Regions from separate parts of the Hordeum vulgare genome. Here region 1 is linked to region 2. A link is a contact called in public Hi-C data. All regions are on one chromosome and are shown on one strand. The core of a region is the stretch at or near the end of the contact, and the rest is flanking DNA. Distances in the headings are between cores, read along the strand shown.

What was found. A called contact is a pair of places that touch in the nucleus more often than the background predicts.
Region 1: a Hi-C map of seedling shows a contact between it and region 2, with 6 times the contacts expected there. The contact joins the enhancer-like site here to the promoter of LOC123408237 in region 2. A contact is called at or near these places in 4 of 6 Hi-C or Micro-C datasets (leaf and seedling).

What each region holds. Positions count from the first base shown.
Region 1 is chr7H:128,293,576-128,300,539 of MorexV3_pseudomolecules_assembly, forward strand. No RefSeq gene overlaps it. Among protein-coding and RNA genes, the nearest start is that of LOC123408237, 160 kb to the left of the region's middle. Within about 2 kb of position 5,571, at least 3 of the 3 cell types and tissues checked have open chromatin away from gene starts, as enhancers often do. A contact at or near this core is called in leaf and seedling, where this site is marked.
Region 2 is chr7H:128,132,339-128,138,475 of MorexV3_pseudomolecules_assembly, forward strand. LOC123408237 (leucine-rich repeat receptor-like serine/threonine/tyrosine-protein kinase SOBIR1) reads right to left here and starts at 4,252. Exons shown (of 1, transcript XM_045101391.1): 1 at 2,406-4,252. The coding sequence starts at 4,163. The coding sequence ends at 2,688.

The DNA.
Region 1 (6,964 bases), core at 4,321-6,820, 160 kb after region 2:
TGAGCGATGACCTCAACAAACCCATTCGATTTCTGGAAAGTTGGCATGTTGGATAAGTGAAAAATCACACACGACTTCCAGCCGACAATTGTGTGCGTTAGAACACCCAATCACAAATGTTTTCACATAAAACGTGTGTGTGTGACAGACAACCCTATGCCAAATAGTTTCGTCTAGGCACAGTGCGTGATGGCCACCCATAACACAAATGATGTATGCAGAAAAATTTGTGTGATGTACAATACGAACGGAAACGTACGTTTGGGATTCACTATGTGGGATGCTAAGCACATCTCACACGACCTGCCCAATATATTTGTTTGTGATGGCCCTTCCAATTGCACATGATATATTTTTGGCCATCATGTGTGACCGGGCGCAGGCATCGCCGACGGGTTGTCCATGTCGTGTAGGATAGGGCCCCCCTATCACCCACACATGCAAGGCGACAGTTTGAGACTTCGTCGCGGAAAGGGGTTAAAAACTGTTCGGATAGCAGGCGTGTGCGCTAGTGCTTGTTGCTCCCATGGTGATGTGTGAATAGTTCACCATAGACCTACGGGTCCATAATTTGTACCTAGATGGTTGTTTCTCTATCTATTGATCTTCAATACAATGATCATGGCATCTTCGCTTTGATCTATCAGATGTAATTCTTTTGTGCGGTGCGTTTGTTGGGATCCGATGAATTGTGAATTTATGTTCAGATTATTCATGATAAACGATTTGAGTCTTCTCTGAATTCTATACTTGATTCTTATTTGCATGATAATTATAGCTTTCTAGATCTCTCCAATCTATTGATTTTGGCCAACTAGATTAATCTTTCTTTCGTGTGCATTGTAGTGGGTTCAATCTTGGCGGTGCTCTATATCCTAGTGACATAGTAGGGGAAAAGACACGTCTTTGTATTGTTTCCACTAAGGATAAAACGAGGGGGTTAATTCATACTAATTGAGTTATCTTTGTCTACATCATATCATTGTTCTCCAAGCATTACTCTATTTTATTAAATACTCTAAATGCATGCTGGATAGAGGTCGATGAGTGGAGTAATAGTAATAGGTGCAGGAAGAAGTCGGCCAATTTGCTTATGAACATGATGCTTATATACGCATGATCATTGCCGTGAATATCACATAACTATGCGCTTTTCTATCAATTGCCCAATAGCAATTTGTTTACCCACCGTATGCTTACTACATGAGAGATGCCATTTGGGAAAACTATGGCCCCCGGGTCTATTCGCTTATATATTTACAAAAGCTACAATTACCTCACTGCTTTATTTATTGTGCAATTATCAACTATTATCTACACACTTCATTTTCTTGCAAATAACGAGTCCAAGAAAATTGACAACCCTCTTGCCCATGTTGAGTGCAAATGTTTGCTTTTTCGTGTGCAATCGCTGAAGATGGGGATTGCGTGTTACTCCTATTGTTTCGATAACCTTGGTTCTCATTGAGGGAAATAATTATATATACGGAGATGCATCACCCGTTCCCCTTCACGAAAAACCAAACGCAGATCACAATTATCAGTTATCACAAACGGTAAATTAAGAGTTTCACCATGGACACAACCATATATGGGTTTCACTGAACTCCCCTATCATCTTGCAAAGACTAGGGATTTAGGTTTTACTGTAGCCTCAAATTCCCTCAACAACCTAATCCAAACATTGACATTAGTTCCTCCATGGCCAATCACAACAATAGTGCGAGTGTGGCCTCCTCTCAACACTCGCAATGATACTAAGTTGAACATGAACAAGAGCATATTGGATCGCTTGGAATAATCATTCTAATAAAAAAAGAGTTAATCTCTACTAAAATATAAAGGAGAGGTTCATATTACAAGGTAGCATCGTGCCGGTGAAGGGAGAGGGCATGGCGGCGTCGGTGATGATGATGGCGGAAGCCATGGTGATGATGGAGATGGCAGTGCTGGTAGAGGTGTTAGCGCAGTGGTGGATCCCTCTCATCTTTCCCTGAGATTTTCACTCCCTCTATGGTGGTGATGGAGCAACAATGAAGATGAAGATGGATGTGATCTTGGTGAATGATGATTGATGGCGGTGGCTAGGGTTGAGGAGGTGTATATAAGGAGCTTCTCTAGCATCCTCTCTTGATGGGCTTCATCCAAGGGCTCACAATGAGCCAAATCCGCTCCCAATCTTTTCTTTACCAGCCAAGGATCTCGTGGTATCGAACAGGGATGCAATCGGTGTTCTAGGTTGTTCGAAGGTTTGTGTAGTTGAGTAAAGGATAACAACATGTAAGTTATCTACAAATGGACATGGTGTATGTACAGAATCATGGGCGGTCAGAAGGACCTTGGCAAATATTGGGGATTGTCTTGTGAAAAGAGATCGAAAGCAGTATGTGTTTTGGGAGAGACCGGGTGAGTAGAAAATTGGGTGTCGATACGCAGGATGGGCTAGGGCACGAGGCGACACAGTCCAGGAGTGAGTGCATATTGGGGCCGAGCTAGGCTGTGTTCATACACCCCGGTCGTCTAGTAGGTGTGGGTTGCATGCACGCACTTGCAGAGTGCGAGCTAGCCTAGATGTGTCCATTGGTACATGCAATTTGTGGGCTAGATCTTTTTGAGGGGCCATTCGTGGGCTAGATGAGTTGGCTCGTTGGTGGCACAATGCATACGGGGTTGGAACAACTCGAGAGCTATTTCTTGCTTATAGCGAGTCATATATTAATCCCGCATGAAGGAGTTTTGCTAAAAGCCAATCCACTTGTATGTTTTTCCTTTGGTTTCCTTTAAGTTTTTCTTATGGTTTTTTGTTTTGATTTTCAGTATTTTCTTTGGTTTTTCTGCATTTCTCCACTTGTTTTCTTCTTCTTTTCTAAATTTTCCTTTCAATTATTTTTTTGGCTTCAGTTCGTTTCTTCGATTTTTCTTAGGGTTTATGTGTTCCTTAACAAGATTTTTCTCATTTTTTTTCTTTTCTTTCTTCCAGATTTTATTTTTGGATTTTAGTTTCTTTCTATGGGTTGCTACATTCTTCTTCATTTTTTGTCTCTTTTTTCATTTTTCAGCATACTATTGTTTTAGTACAAAATGTACATTTTTTCATATACTTCTGGAACACTTTATTAGTACACACTGAACATTTTGATTTATGTTTTTTTGAATACATTTTTTGAACATTTTTTAACACATGCTTAAAATGAAATAGACGTTGAACATTACTTTGAATCGCACGTCACAATGTTTTGAATTACATGAAATTTTTCTCCAATAAATTCCAGAAACCTGCTTTTTAAACACATGGACATTTTTAAAATTTAGTCACATTTTTCCAATGACTTTACATTAAAAAAATATATAACACTTTTTTGCACTGTATGTTATTTTAAAACAATTCCAGAGGCATTTTTTAAAACGCTACACACATAATTTGAAGGGGAAAAATATTATTTTGATTTACGTGGATTTTCTTGGTTTGTTGTGAAAACATTTTCTTAAGAAACATTTGTTGAAATACATGAACATATATTAAATGTCAATTGTTTTTAACGTAATCTATTTTTTTCAAGTTAAAATATTTTTTCCCATTACATAAACAGTTTTAGAACGTTCAATGAAAGTTTTTTCAAATTTAAGAATTGTTTTAAATTTTAGTAATCAAAATAAAAGTATCAAATAAAAATAATAAAATTGTGGGCGCGAGAGCAGGACTCCTCCGCTGGACCTGCCTATACAGCGAGATTTGCTCCTCCGCTGGACCTGTGCATTTATGGTGGCTCCTGTGGCGGGCGTTAAACAACTAAACAATTAGTACTCCTTGGTGGCTGTGAGCGCATCACTGGGCGCACTCTGAGCCGCCGTCGCCATTCGACGCGTGCTGATGCCTTTTTTAAATTTTATTTTGAAATCTTTTGTACGCTTCTACAATACTTAGATGGATTTCCCCCTTCTTTCGGTTTATCCTGGTTTTCTTAGGTTTTGGACAGAAAATAAATTTTGTCAAAAACCGTATTTTATTTCCTCTCAGAGATATACATTTACTTCTTGTGAATGCATAAATTTGTTCTCGTCAATTGTACCTCTAGGAAAAAAAATACAGGTGTGCCTCTCTGAAATACTAAAAAACACATTATTTTGCTATCGCGAAATGCATAAATTTACTTCTCGCGGAAGCATAAAATTGCTCTCGTGAGAGGCACACATGTCCCTCTAGGAAAATTGAAAATAAAAACATATTATTTCCTACCGCGAGCGGCATAGACTTTCTTTTCATGAAGGCATGGATTTGTTTTCGCGAGGGGCAAAATTGTGCCTCTCGGAGAATGGATAATTATTTTTTTCTCGTGGGAGTCATAAATTTACTTTTCATCCTGCACGGATTTACTTCCGTAAGGCACATGCCTGTACCTCTTCGAAAAGAACAAAAAGGCGTTATTTTTTCACGACAGGAATAGTTGTGCCTTTTCGGAAAGGAAAAAAATTAAAAAAATGTGTTTCATGGAAAACAATTCATAGAAAATTATCATCCTGAGATCTAGTTTTGAAGACGTCAACACGAGGAATTTAAGGTGAAAACGGTTCAAGATTTAGACGCACGGTTTAAGAGATAAAATGTTTTGATAAACAAATCTATGAAAAATAGATAACTTCTAGGTTATGACAACTGACGCACATGTAATATACTAATTTTGACAACCTAAGGAAATAATAGCGACCTTTGCAAAGAGTATGTCTTAATTAACGATTTTAGTAAATTCATGACCATATTCAAATTCATCTCGAGAGCTGCTCCTAAAAGCCTGTTGCGCTGTCTTGTGACCGCTAGGGATATGTCTCGCCCGTACCAATTGCAAGGCATTTTCTATTTAGCGCTGCATGCGCCAATGAACGTGCATTTTGTTAACTGGCGCCTGCAGCATTCTTAAATGTGCCGGCCCATCTAGTCGTCGGATGATGACTTTTTCTGAAAAACTCTATGAATTATTGAATATCGATGAATTTGTTTAAATTTCAATGAATTTTTTAAGAACTTGATGAAGTTTTCTCGGGAAATCGATCAACCTTTTACAAAATATTAAAGTTTTATGAAATTTTCTGAAATGGATGAACATCTATTTAAAATAGACGACTTTGTTTCAGAATTAATGAAAATTTTAAGGTTTTAAACTTTTTTTTCAGTTCAATGAACTTCTTGAAAGAATACATGAACTTTTTTTCAATATCTGTGATTTGTTTTTCAAATTTAGTAAGTTTTTTTACAAATTTATTGTGATTTTTCCATATTTCTGAAGTTTTGTTTCAATTTCAATTAAATTTTAAAAAAATTGATGAAACTTTTTAAAATATATGAATACTTTTTAAAATGGATGAAACTTTTTCTTCAAGTCTGTAAAATATTTTTAGTTTAATATTTTCAGTTTCATAATAAATACAAAATTTGGACGATTTTTCTTTCTGGATTAACGTAAAACAAAATAATAGAATAAAAAAACTGGACTGATTGCGTGCGTCTTAGTGGGCCAGACCGTTGCAGTGAAATTGTAGGCGCTGGATCCTGGGATCTCCAAGAAAACTCTATTTGACGCACTATGCGGCAAATACGCGGGGAACGCACACAAGCTGCCTGCCAGCGACAGGTTTGGGCCGGGCCATAGCAATCCCTGTTTTCGGAACCAGTTTTTTTGCCATTTTTGGGAACTATCTAGAAGATTCCCTGAACTATTTATCATTTTTAGCTTTTTTTTTCTTAGTCTTTTTTTCCTGTTTCTGTTTAAAAATGATTTGGATTTTCAAAAAATGTTTCAGAATTTTCAAAATGTTCTAGAATTGACAAAAATGTTTCAGAATTTGAAAAAATGATCTGAAATTTGAAAAAATGTTCGGTAATTTGAAAACATATTCCGCAATGTGAAAACTGATTCTAAATTTGAATTTTTTTTGCATATTTGCAAAAAATGTTCCGAAATTTGAATTTTTTCCCGATATTCATAAAATGTTACGGAATGTCAAAAAATGTTCCGAAATTTGGAAAAATGTTCCGAATTTGGGAAAATGTTCCGGAATTTGAAAAGGTGTTCCTTAATTTGAAAAAAATGTTCTGCAATTTGAAAAATGTTGCTGAATTTGAAAATTCCAGAACATTTTTTCAAATTCCGCAACACCTTTTCGAATTCCGCAACACCTTTCCAAATTCGGAACATTTTTTCAAATTTCAGAATATTGTTTCAATTTCCGGAACATTTTATGAATATCCGGAACGTTTTTCAAATTCTGGAACATTTTATAAATTTCGGCACATTTTTTCAAATTACCGAACAATTTTTGAGAATCTGAATCAAAATTTCAATTTAGGAACATTTTTCAGATTGCGGAATATTTTTCAAAATACGGAACATTTTTTCAAATTTCAGAACTATTTTTTTCAATTTTAAATATTTCTTTAAATTCCGAAACATTTTTAAACAGAAACAGAAAAAAAAGAATAAAAAAAAGTTAAAAATGAAAACCAGTTCAGGGAATCTTGTAGATAGTTCCCAAAACCGAAGAAAATTTGCTAAAATCCTAGGTTCCGAAAACTGGTATTGCTAATGGGCTGGCCCAAACCTGTCGCTGGCTGACAGCTTCTGTGCGTTTGTCCGCCTATTTGACCCAAAGAGCGTCAAATAGAGTGTTTCCTGGATCGTTACCGGACAACTGGACCGCTGACTAGGAGCTACCCAATTGCAAATACGAATCGCCTAGTGGGAAACAGAGGGCCGGGCCCAATCAGCTCGACTTCTTTTTCTATTTATTTTCCCTTTTTTTCCACTGTTAGAAGTCTAGTTTTCCACAGGTTTTCTATGGATTTCTTCTGTTTTTTATAGTTCTCTGTTTCCGCTGTTCTTTTTATCATCAGATATTGTGGTCTTTTCTTCGGTTTTGTTCTTTTTTTGTCTTAGTTTTCGATCTCACTTTCTTGGTTTTCTGTTTATTT
Region 2 (6,137 bases), core at 3,002-5,501:
ATTTGTTCTCAAATTTCAAAAAATGTTCGTTCTTGAAATATTTGTTTGCGCTATCAAATTTGTTCGGGATTTTTCAAAATTGTTCTCGTTTTCAAAATTCAGAAAAGGCTTGTTCTTTAAAAAATTGTTCGCGCTTCCAAATTTGTTTAAGATTTTTCAAAATTGTTTTTCAAATTCGAAAATTATTTATTGCTTCAAATACAAAAGGAAAGGAAAAAAGGAATGAAAAAATGACCGAAAAAAAGAAAATAAACACAAAAGAGAAAACGTAATAGAAAAAAGTAACGAAACTAGGCTGGACTAGTCAGGACGCCGGCCCTGTGCGGTTCAGGAGCCATACTGTATTTCCGTTCTCTTTTTCTGTTTACTATTCACGAATGGCCCGGCCCGAGTGTTGTAAGGTCTGCAGCGAGAGATCCTTTCCGGCTCACTTATGGCGAAAAATAGCATTTTCTTTAACTAGGCAGGTCGAGTTGGACGACACGACGTTTCCTATTTGGCGCGACAAGCATCAATTAATATGCATTTTTATTTACTAGCACCGGCGTTTGTAAAATGGCCGGCCCATCTAGACGTCGGTCGGCGATTTTACTTTTTAAGATTCTTAAAGGTTTTTAAGTATTGATGAACTTTTTTCACTTTCAAAGAATGTTTTGAAGTTTTCTTTGAAAATCGAAGAACCTTATCTAAAATATTTGAATTCTATTAATTTTATAATATCGAAGAACTTTTTGAATTTTATGAACATTTTTTTCAAAATTGATGATTTTTTATAAAAATTGATGAATTTTGTAAAGATTTATGAACTTTTTTTTCAATTCAGTGAACTGATTTTAAAAATACATGAACTTTTTCTCAATTTCTATGATTTTTTTAAAAAAATAATGAAATTTAATGAACTTTTTCCAAATTGGATGAACTTTTCTTTCAATTTAAAGATTTGTTTTTTAAAATTGATGAAGTTTTTTCAAAATTGATGTATCTTTCTTAAAGATATGGACTTTTTTTCAAATGGATGAACCTTTTTCTTTAAATCTGTAATTTTTTGTGATTTTATATTTTGATTTTCATAACAAATAGAAAGTATAAGCTTTTGTTTCTATTGAATCAACAGAAAAAAAAAACCGGATAGCCAGCTAGTGGGCCGGTCCATGCCAGCGATGCTGCAGGCGCCGAATAGTTAACGGCCCCCTGCACCGCTGCATAGGAGCTCCCAGGCAACACGCGTGCTGGACTCCCTGACATAGACACAACATAGTAAGGAAACGGTACTGCCCATCGGTATATTTAACCTATCAACACGTCTGATTTTGTCTATCTTGAGCCTATTTTCAGCAAATTTTTGGGCTAAAAATGTGTCGTGTCCGTGCCGGTACTCGTTAAAACCTCACGGTCCAAGCACAACCCTGGGTAGGCCACATGCCAGCACATGTCGTTTATGGTCATGTTGGGCCAGGCATGCGGGCTATCGGGCCAGCATGCTAAGACCGGCCCAGTTGGTTAGGTTAATGATGCTCAGTCTATTCGAGCACAATCTTTCGCTCAAAAAGGAAGATTCGATTACAATCTTTGGTTGGCTCGTCTTCATGGATTTGATGATGTCCGTTGTCTTTAACTTTGGTTTGATTGGGGGTTTCTTTGCAACGTAGAATTGCAAGTAACAGTTGTTGTTCTGTGTTATGTATGTTTGTCGGGTTGATTGTGGGGTCATAATTTTTTTAACGCATAGTCCGTATGCTGTCTGATCCACCGTTTTTTCCTGAATTTTCAATAATTAACTGAATAATTCAATTTTTTAATTAATTGATGAGGCAAAATTTTGACTTTTGATTTGGAAAACAATCAAGCAGCGAAGAGACTAGGTGGTGTTGTGACGGGACGCCCAAGTCCATTGCAGCCTCATACCCAACGGAGGTCCCGTCGTTCCTCCCCATCTATTCTTCCGGTCGCTCATCGACACTAATGGACCCCCATCGCTGAAGCTGTAGAGCATGACAGGGTGAACAGATGCAGCGAACACGAGCACGAGCATGACAGGGTGAACAGATGCAGCGAACACAAATAGGAGTACTCTCTCTTTCCGGGTGTATAGGGGTACCAGTGGGGAAAACGGCAACTTTTCTTAATTGTTTGTCCAATTTATTTAACTTTCATCATATCCATCTTGATCCGGTGGTCTATTTTCTCCAGTTCTCCACTACCACAAGACGATGCATACAAAAGCTAGGCGCGACTCGTTCCAATTAAGACATCAGTGCACCAGTAGCTCCGAAAAGTGCTTACCACATCAGTGCACCGCAGGTAACGCCATCTGGTGGATCAAGCTTATGGATCCGATCATATGACGTGATTCATAATCATTCTTCAGATACGCAGTTGGATCTTGTAAACAACACACGTCCATGTCAAGAAAAATATACCCGTCCCAAATCTCATTTGCATGAAATAGTATAGCGTGTTACACGGATACTCCATCTCCTTTCCGGTCCTTATCGATCGACCGGCCCCATGCTTGACCCGCTGACCCAGCACTTGCCACATTATTCTACACACAGTCACGCATGACACATACCCAATTGATTAATTGAAGACGACGACGACGACCAATACTTACACGAATTTCGGCTTGTTCAACTGCTGCCTGATTTGGGCATGCACGCGACGATACGTTACTAGTAGTTGTGGTTCTAGTTCTTGATTTGGGCAAGCATGCAGCGCACGTCCTTGGCGGCGGGCCGCTCCTTGGGGTCGTCGGCGGTGCAGAAGACGGCGATGCGCAGCACCAGCAGGATCTGCTCCTCGTGCCCGGCGCCGGCGATGGCGGGGTCGATGGCCTCCGCGTAGTCGCCGTTCTGCACCACCCGGCGCAGCCACTTGACGAGCCCGACCTCGTCCACCTCCGTCACGAAGAACTGGTCCGTCGGCTCCTTGCCCGTCGCCAGCACCGCCAGGATCACCCCGAAGCTGAAGATGTCGCACTTGGCCGTGAACTTGTACGTCTGGTGGTACTCCGGCGCGATGTACCCCATGGTGCCGGCGACGTGCGACGTCGACACGTGGGTGTGATCGTCCGGCATCGCCTTGGCCAGCCCGAAGTCGGCGATGCGGGCCTCCATGTCGTCGTCCAGCAGGATGTTGGCCGGCTTCAGGTCGCGGTGGATGATCTGCGGCTGCTGCAGCACGTGCAGGTACTCCAGCCCCGACGCGATGCCCACCGCCACGCGGAGGCGCGCCGGCCACGCCAGCCGCACCCCGCCGTCGCCGCCGCCCTCCTCCAGCTCTGATGGCGTCGGCTTGAGCGCGTTGTGCAGGCTGCCGTTCTTCATGTACTCGTACACGAGGTAGTGGCAGTCCGGCCGCGGCACGTGCGCCGCCAGCGGCAGGAGGTTGCGGTGCCGGATGTGCCCCACCGTGCGGATCTCCGACTGTATCTGCCGCGACCACTTGTCCAGCTGCCGGCTCTCCTCGTCGCTCAGGTTGTTGTTCTGCCCGTGGCCGTCGCCCACCTGCTTCTTGATCTTCTTGATGGCGATGAACTTGGGCTCCTCCCCCTCGGTCTCCACGGGGAGCTGCGCCTTGAACACCTCGCCGCACCCGCCGCGCCCGATCACGGCCAGAGAGGAAAGCATGTCCTCCTTCTCCAGGAACGCCAGGTGGTCCGCTCGCTTGATCAGCTTCGGGGTGAAGATCACCATGCCGGACTTGTTCCGGTACCGCCCGCGGATGCAGTTGAGCGCCAGCCGGAACAGCACGGACACGCCCAGCCCCGAGATGACGCCGGCGAGGGACCCGACCACGAACCCTATGATCCAGTTGCGCACCCTGTGCTTGTGGCTCCGGTGGTGCTTGCCCTGCTCGGCCGCCGGTGGCGCCGACGGAAAGGTGCCGTTGTTTGCCGCCGGCGACGAGGTGCGGTTCTTCTGTTTTCCACCGCCGACGGTCGAGTTGGGGGCGTTCTCCGCGAGGACGTACCGGTGCGGCACCCCGGTCCGGCGGTGGTGCACATGCCGGATCCCCGGACGGGACCGGCGGGCCATGGCAGAGCGCATGACGGCGTGGCGGCTGTCATAGCACTGGACAGCTGAGACGAGGAGGAGGAGCGTGGCGAGAGAGACGAGGAAGAGGACGGGACGCTTGCTCGGCGTACCTGCCGCTAACGCCATTGTCACCAAACGTTTAGCTCGTTGCTCGTGTGGGGAGGAAGGTTCCGGCTTATGTGGGGGACGGGGTGGGTGGAGACTGGAGAGCAGAGCTATTAATAATGGCCTAGTTGGGGATTACCGTGTGGAAACAATGCACGGCTACGATGCGTTTGTGGAATGGATGGACGTGCCAGATTGGCGTGAGGGGGACATATCGCGACCGGCCCGGTCTTATTGGCGGGAAACGACCGTTGACTCGAGGCAAGTCAAGAACCGGCCAGCACGGCGAGGGAGGAATGAAAATGACTATTACGGTCATTTTTCTTTTTATGAAAATGACTATTGTGCCCCTAAAAATCTGGAAAGATTCTCACGTCCCATGAGCGTGGATTTTTTTTTCTCCCGGGCTTCATGTGTGGGTGTGTTTTTCAGAACATCTTAAAATCTAATTTAAATATATATATGCAAGTCATCACATCATCAAAAATGGCGTGGAGTATTATTCGCATACATTCTTTTTTATATAATTCCATTGTTATAAATTTCTATAGAAATATGACGGTGTCCCGTCTAAGGGGCCTTCTCACCACATCGACTCACAGCCTGTCCCACCGGGCTAAGGACTCCTTGTCGATTCCGCCCTAGACAAGTTGAGCGGGTCGTGGCACATATGAAAAAGATTTCAGAAGGCTTGTCGTGCAAGACCAGATGCTCGATTCATGGAGGAATCTACCTCCTCATATGTATCCTTGTCGGTTTGGCCCTCTCAAGTTTCATCGTTGCGCTTAGAGTTGTATAGGTGGTCGATAAAACTTGAAAGAATATTAATTCTATCTTTAGCACCTAGTTGGGTTTAACATTCTTATTTATTAAAAGGCTACAAACGAACACCTACACTTGTGGGTTATCAGGCACCACACCGTACACGTCACCACATAATGCCCAAGCCCTTGCAAAAATAATACACCGAATAAAAACATCGACTCAGTATGCGAACGATTCGTATACCCAACATGTAAAAATAAATAAATGAAAGGTAGATGCTGTGGAGATTTATTAGCTACGGAGTTTGAGAGATAATCAACATTAATTACAAAGCAAATGATCATTTAGAAAAAAAACTTCGACCTCAATCGTCGAAAGGAATCAATTGGAGGTGTTTTTGCCCTCATACGGGCACGCGTACGACCGAGTGCGTTCGTATGGAACGCTGTCGTTGGTTTTGGTAATTAATATCCTCCGTCACTAATACTTGTGATCTGCCTAGTATTTTCTGTGAAGAGGAACGGGTAGTTGCAACACAATGCGGGAAATTATTATCCTTAGTTAAGAAACCAAGGTTTATCGAACCAATAGGAATATCAATCATCAATCGTCTTCAGCTGATGCACATAAAATAGAAAACAACTTGGACCCAACGCGAGCAAGAGGGTTGTCAATCCTCTTGATCTTGTTATTTGCAAGCGAATGAGGTGTGTATAATTGTAAATTGCAAAATAAAATAAAAGAAAAATAAGAACAACGAGGAAATTATAAGTTTTCTGAATATATAAGTGAATAAACCCGGGGGGCCATAGTGTTCTCTAGTGGCATCTCTCATGAAAGCAACATACGGTGGGTAAACAAATTACTGTTGGGCAATTGAGAGAAAGCGGATAGTTATGTGATTTTCACGGCAATTATCATGTGAATATAGGCATCACATCCATAAGAAATAGGCCGATTCCTGCCTACACCTACTACTATTACTCCACTTCAAGAGCGCTTCTATGTTTGCATCTCTACGTATTAAGTTCATGACAAACAGGGTAATGCATGGAGAACGATGACATGATGTAGACAAAGTAAACTCAACTAATATGAATAAACTCCATCATTTTATCCTTAGTGGCAACAACACTCAAAGTGCGTTACATCGACTAGAGGGGGGGGGGGCGAATAGGCGATTTTTACAATTTCATCACTGAGGAAATTCCTAGTGAGAAAAGTCCTCAG